Regions from separate parts of the Mus musculus genome. Here region 1 is linked to region 2. A link is a contact called in public HiChIP or PLAC-seq data. All regions are on one chromosome and are shown on one strand. Each heading gives the region's core, a stretch centred on a gene start, on an enhancer-like site or on the middle of the called end of the contact. The rest is flanking DNA. Distances are from core to core; before and after follow the strand shown. Region 1 holds the start of Pkdrej (polycystin (PKD) family receptor for egg jelly). Region 2 has its middle 4.1 kb from the start of Gm34337.

The links. HiChIP or PLAC-seq counts read pairs in DNA pulled down with a chosen protein or histone mark.
Region 1: an H3K27ac HiChIP or PLAC-seq map of acute myeloid leukemia shows a contact between it and region 2, with 5 times the contacts expected there. The contact joins the promoter of Pkdrej here to the enhancer-like site in region 2. A contact is called at or near these places in 12 of 39 promoter capture datasets (the 3T3-L1 cell line, 3T3-L1-derived adipocytes, the C10 cell line and 7 more) and 5 of 115 datasets of contacts at active chromatin or transcription factors (the SCID.adh cell line, acute myeloid leukemia, bone marrow-derived macrophages and 1 more).

The regions. Positions count from the first base shown.
Region 1 is chr15:85,820,434-85,823,544 of GRCm38.p6, forward strand. It overlaps Pkdrej (polycystin (PKD) family receptor for egg jelly), which reads right to left and starts at 1,300. Exons shown (of 1, transcript NM_011105.2): 1 at 1-1,300. The coding sequence starts at 1,300.
Region 2 is chr15:85,315,661-85,318,360 of GRCm38.p6, forward strand. No RefSeq gene overlaps it. Among named protein-coding and RNA genes, the nearest start is that of Gm34337, 4.1 kb to the left of the region's middle. Within about 2 kb of position 1,286, at least 7 of the 459 cell types and tissues checked have an H3K27ac peak or open chromatin away from gene starts, as enhancers often do.

The sequences.
Region 1 (3,111 bases), core at 50-2,549, 500 kb after region 2:
TCATACCACTCCAAGATTTCAGAATCAGGGAAACCCAAACCCTATTTTCCAAAAAATTCCTAAAGGCAAAAGCTTTTATGGACAAATAAGGTCCATTCCTCCTGGTGATTGCTTGCCCTGCCCAGTCAAACATCACTTCATGGCCCGTTAGAGACAAAATGGACCAGCTATACAAATCCTGGCGGCCACAACTTGGGCAGTTCAGAAACAGAGAAAATCTATCTGACACACCTAACGTGGGGCCACAATTTTCAATGCAGGAAATGTGTGCCTTGGGCTGAAGCCCCTGGAGCACGTGTACAGTTTTATCAGAAAATGCAGTTCTGTTTTGCTTCTGTACCACCATTCTGAAGTAATACACACCATTGCCCCTAAGAGTTTTTGGTGGAATGGTTAGTACAGAGCCCACTGCCCAAGGCCAGTTCAGTGAATCCTGCTCTGGGTGGCAGACAGCCTGGTTGATCACTAATACATAGTTGCCACTATAGTATCTTGGATTTGTGGTACAATACCAAAAAAACTGGAGTCCCCATGTGGGGATGTCTGCCTCTGGGTCGTAGGACATGCTTCCATTCAGAATCAGTTCATCGGAGAACTTCACGGTTACTCTGGGGGCTCCAAGAAGAACAGCCTTCAGGGGGCGTTTTCTAACCCAAATGTAGATGATATCCGAGCCTGTCACCGTGGGCCAGGCGAGGTCCCACCTGAAGATGGACAGCGTAAAGTTAAACACATACACCCCGTAAGGCAGGGCATATTTGGGGATGTGGAGGGAGAAACCCTTAGACACTGCCACCTGCGGCAAGAGCACAGGTCGGTTCCAATCAGGGGTGTCGTTCACAGAGGCCACCGAAAAGTACACCCAGCTCTTGCGAATGACCAAGGCATCAGGACAGTACCAACGCACAGTGATATTGAGGGTGGCTTCCTCGTCTCTGCTCAGGATAAGGGGAGCGTTCTGGTCCTTCCTGTTGATCTTCACTGGCTGCATGATACAGGGGGCCGTCTGGCAGGACACGTTAGCCTTGGCGGCTGCGGGGTCCGAAGAGTTGACTTTCAGGAGGACGCGTGCAGCTGCGCCCGAGGGACACCTACGGGGCGGCGTAGGGCTGGCGTGGCGCGGGGCTGCACGCGGGGACAGGCCCCCGGTGTCACCGCCCCGGACGCTGCTCTCCGCGCCCTGCCCCAACCCCGGGGCGCCCCTGAGCACGCCCGGCAGCCCGCGAGGGCCGGTGGGTGGCGGCTGGCTGCCTAGACCCAGGCCCAGGCCCAGGAGCAGCAGCGCGGGGCCCGGCCACATGACTCCCCGCCAGGAGCTGCCGGGCGCAACGGCCGTGACGCTGGGCTGGGCCGCGAGCGAGCGTACCGGGAGGGGATGGGCGCGCAGCTCGCCGCGGGGCAGGGGCAGCGTGCTCCGCCACTCCGGAATAAGGCGGTTCACCCGAGGTGTGGGTTCTCTCGGGGACAGTACACTCTCAGGGACAGTGGGGTTCCCAGGGCTAGTGAGTTTAAGGGACAGTATGTTCCCAGGGGCGGTGGGTCCCAAAGGGCAGTGAGTTCCCAGGAACAGTGGGCTCTCAGGGTCATCAAGGATCTCAGGACCAAGGAGAACCACACACAAGGAGAACGTGGGAAGTCACAGAACAATGGGTTTCCAGAGAAGTGGAGATTCTCAGGACCAAGAAGGACATGCTAAGGACAGCAGCATCTCCAGGAAGGTAGGTGCAAGGTAGGTCACTATACACTAGGCGGCAGAGGGGCTCAAGACTGTTTCCAACCACCTCTTTCTTCCCATACTGATGGATCTACTCCAGGATCAGGCCTTGCTAAATGAGTTTAATCCCGTGCTCTGCCGCCCCACCCCCTTCTTTTCTTCTTTTTAAAACTGGACACACCAAGAAAACTTCTTAGCAGAAATTCCTCTCCCACGGGAAAACCGGTTCCAAAATAATGAAGTCTGGAGGGCCTTGCCAGCCCCCTCAGACCAGTGCAGGGATATCTGACACTTGGTTGTTTGGGGAAAGGGGGCGTGGAGGTGGGGTTGTTGGTTAGGTTTGGGTTGGTTGTTATTGGTTTGGTTTGTTTTTTCCCTTTCCTTCACTTTTAAATGTATTGTTTGCTTATTTGTTTGTTTGTTTGTTTGTTTATTTGTTTGTTTTAGACTGTGTCAACTGGAGATTCTTCAGCTTCAGCCTCTTAGGTGGTAGATCACAAGTGTGTACTACCTAACCTAGCTAAAAAGAACGAACCTAGCTAAAAAGAACTGTGTAGTTTAAAAGGGAGAAGTTACTGAAGATCAAACCTTGGGTCTCCAGGAATGATGGCCATACCCCTGAGCTGCAGCCGAGGCTCTAGTTTCCTAACTTGACATTTTGGCTCAAAGATGGAGCCTTTCGTCCTAGTCCTCCTCCTCCTCCTCCTCCTCCTCCTCCTCTTCCTCCTCTTCTTCCTCCTCTTCTTCCTCCTCTTCTTCCTCCTCTTCCTCTTCTTCTTACTTCTTCCTTCTCCTACTGTGTTTAAAACTATAAAGTCCCTACTATACAGTATTTAAGTACATCCTACACGCTTATTGTATTTTTGGCCATCTTTCCTTTAAAATATTTCTAATTCTCCTAGTATTTTGTTTGTACCCGTATATTCCAAAGGGTGTTGTTAGTTGCAAGCATTTGGAGTTCATGTAGAACTCTTGTGGCGCTGGAGAGATGACCTCTGTTCTTCCAGAGGTCCTGAGTTCAATTCCCAGCAACCACATGGTGGCTCACAACCATCTGTAATGGGATCTGATGCCCTCTTCTGGTGTGTCTGACACACCAGTGTACTCATACATAGAATAAATAAATAAATAAATAAATAAAAAGAAATCTTGTGCTTATTGATCTCTAATTAACAATGCTATGATTAGAGAATAGGTCCAGAATGATTTTTAGTCATTTTTATTTATGACTTGCCTTAATGGCCACCCTGGAGTCCTTCTTGTTATACATTCTGTGTGAACTTAAAAGGAAGATGTGTGTTGTTGTTAGGGTTCATCCTAAGACCTCCTTCAGACCCTCTACCACTGAAATCTATTTCCCAGTCTTTAAAAATAACCTCTTTTAATTTTGAGACAGA
Region 2 (2,700 bases), core at 36-2,535:
AACTCCCTCTCCCTCTCCCTCTCCCCCTCCCCCTCCTCTCCCCTTCTCCCTCCCCTCCACCTCCCCGCCCCCTCTCTCTCCACTTCTCGATGGACCCTAGAGACTTCCAACCAGTGTCTGGGACTTGACGTGGACCCAGAGACCTACACAAAGCATTTCCCCTGATGGCCACCAGGTGGCACTCTGTGGCCTCCAATGGCTGCTTGTTGTGCTCCGGGCAGTGTGTAGCTTTCTTCAGATTGGTAGTTTATTTTTATTTTTATTTTTATTTTGAGCTGCCTCCAGCACATTTCGGAATTCTCCATTGCAGACAGTCATGCTTCTGTCTGTCTTCCCTGCTTGGTCTCCCCAGCAGGTTTTCCCTTCTTTGGGGGACCCCTTTCCCTGTAACATGTTCACTTTACAATGATGCTACCTCCGAGGTAGAAAACACCTAGCATTCCTTAGAAAGGACCCACTCTGAGCCTCTGAGACAGAAGAGGAGGCCTGGTGCTGCTCTGGGCTCTTGTGGCCTCCTTGTGTCCCTGCCACAGGGAAAAAAAAAGTGTCTCAGCTCCTGATCTCCAGGTGTGGTACCTGCCAACCACCTCTGCCTGCCTGCCTTGGTCTGTCATGCCTTCTAGGTTGACACCCCGAGTCTCTGCAACCTCTGTATTCCCTGAAGACAGCAGAGTGCAAAATGTTTTGGCTAAATGTCATTGAACAGAGCAAAGTAAACAGATGACAGAGATAAGAAAATATTCAAAACTAGAGTGGCTGTGACCATAAAAGAAACAAGGTGTTGTAATGCCCAAGATGATAAAGTCAGACTGGGTGCAGGAGCTGCCTGGAGAGGCTGGGGGGCAGTGTCGATTTACACTGTGGCACAGGCTTTGTCGTGGCACAGGCTTTGTCGGGGCACAGGGGAAAGACACAGGACACTCTGGTGCAGGGCAAGGCGTGCACTGTCGCTTGGAGGCAGAGACAAGAGACGCCAGTGTGGAGCAAAGGCCTCTTGGCTCTAGGGGAGTAGCTGGGGACTCCAATCCCCTCCCCATCCAGTCTGCTTCCGTTCATCCCGGGTCATGTACAAACATCTCTCCCAGAAGTCTCAAGGGGGGACGAGGAGGGGCAACCCATCAATTACTTAACATTGTTTATCTGGGGTGCTGTCTGTGTGGTGTTGGCTATGCGTGTGAAAAGAGAAACAATGAAAAACCAAGTTGGAAAGCACCCGAAGATGGGGATAGTCATTCTGGGCTGGCGTTCATCCTTGGGGGAGTCTAGACAAGGCCACTGAGTCATGTCACTCTCCTAAGGTGGCAGAGGACAGAGATGACCATGTAGTTGGTGGCAGTGGGGTGGGGAAACCTGTGGTAATGACAGTGGCTAACATATGAAACACTAGCCTCATGGCAAACACGTCACAGAACGTGTCTGCCCCTCCCCCTCCCACTGAGGGGGACACTGACCACTGTCCATCTGTACCTCTTAAAGCCAGACAGGGCCTGTCAGGGATGTGCCTGGGACACAGGATTGGGCAGTGCTCCAGGCAAAGATGCCAGTGCTTGAAGGTGGGGCCCTGCTCAGCCACTTGGATGGGCTGAATGGCAGGAGTGAGGCAGCCTCTGAGGGAGAGTTTGCTCCTCGAGCCCAGCTTGGAGGTTCCACGTGGGCAGGATATTTGTTGTAAGAAGCTGGGACAGACAGACAGGGTGGTGCATATCTGTAATCCCAGAGGCAGGGGACCCCAAGTTCCAGACTGCTTGGGCTGCATAATGAGAATCTGTCTTAGGAAGGAGAAGAGGAGGAGGGAGAGGAGGAGAAGAAAGAGGAAGAGGAGGAGAAGGAAGAGGAGGAAGAGGAGGAAGAGGAGGAGGAGGAAGAGGAGGAGGAGGAAGAGGAGGAGGAGGGAGAGGAGGGAGAGGAGGGGAAAGAGGAGAGGAAGAGGAGGGGGAAGATGAGGGGGAAGAGAAGGAGAAGGAGTAGGGAGGGATGGAGAAAAGAGAGATAAGGAAGGATAGGGGAGGAGGGAGAAGGAGACAAAGAGGAAATCACACTGGTTATCGTGGAAATTGTAGGGAAAGAGAAAGAGATGGTGTATATTAACTTTCCCCAAGAGTGAATCTCCTCATCCATGGAGCCTTTTAAGAAGTTTATTTCTGCCGGACGGTGGTGGCGCACACCTTTAATCCCAGCACACCGGAGGCAGAGGCAGGCGGATTTCTGAGTTCGAGGCCAGCCTGGTCTACAAAGTGAGTTTCAGGACAGCCAGGGCTATAGAGAGAAACCCTGTCTTGAAAAACAGAAGAAGAAGAAGAAGAAGAAGAAGAAGAAGAAGAAGAAGAAGAAGAAGAAGAAGAAGAAGAAGAGGAAGAAGAAGAAGAAGAGGAAGAAGAAGAAGAAGAAGAGGAAGAAGTAGTTTATTTCTTCTCCCGACAGCCTTGTAGCAGGCAAAGCAGATGTCAGTACCATTTGACAAGTGAGAAACTGAGTCCCAGGAACAACTCAAGACTGGTTTGGCTCCAGCTCAGAGCCTCCTCCCCCACCTGTTGCCCTGTGGGGAAGGCTCGGTGGGGACCTATTTGACTAGAGCAGAGCAAGCAGGGATGCTCAGTGTTGCCTTCTGAGGTTTCATTGGCCCAAAGTCAAGGGCCTGAAAGTATTAAGTGGAGAATTCCAGAAACAAACAATTACTGAGTTTTAAATTGCACAACATGT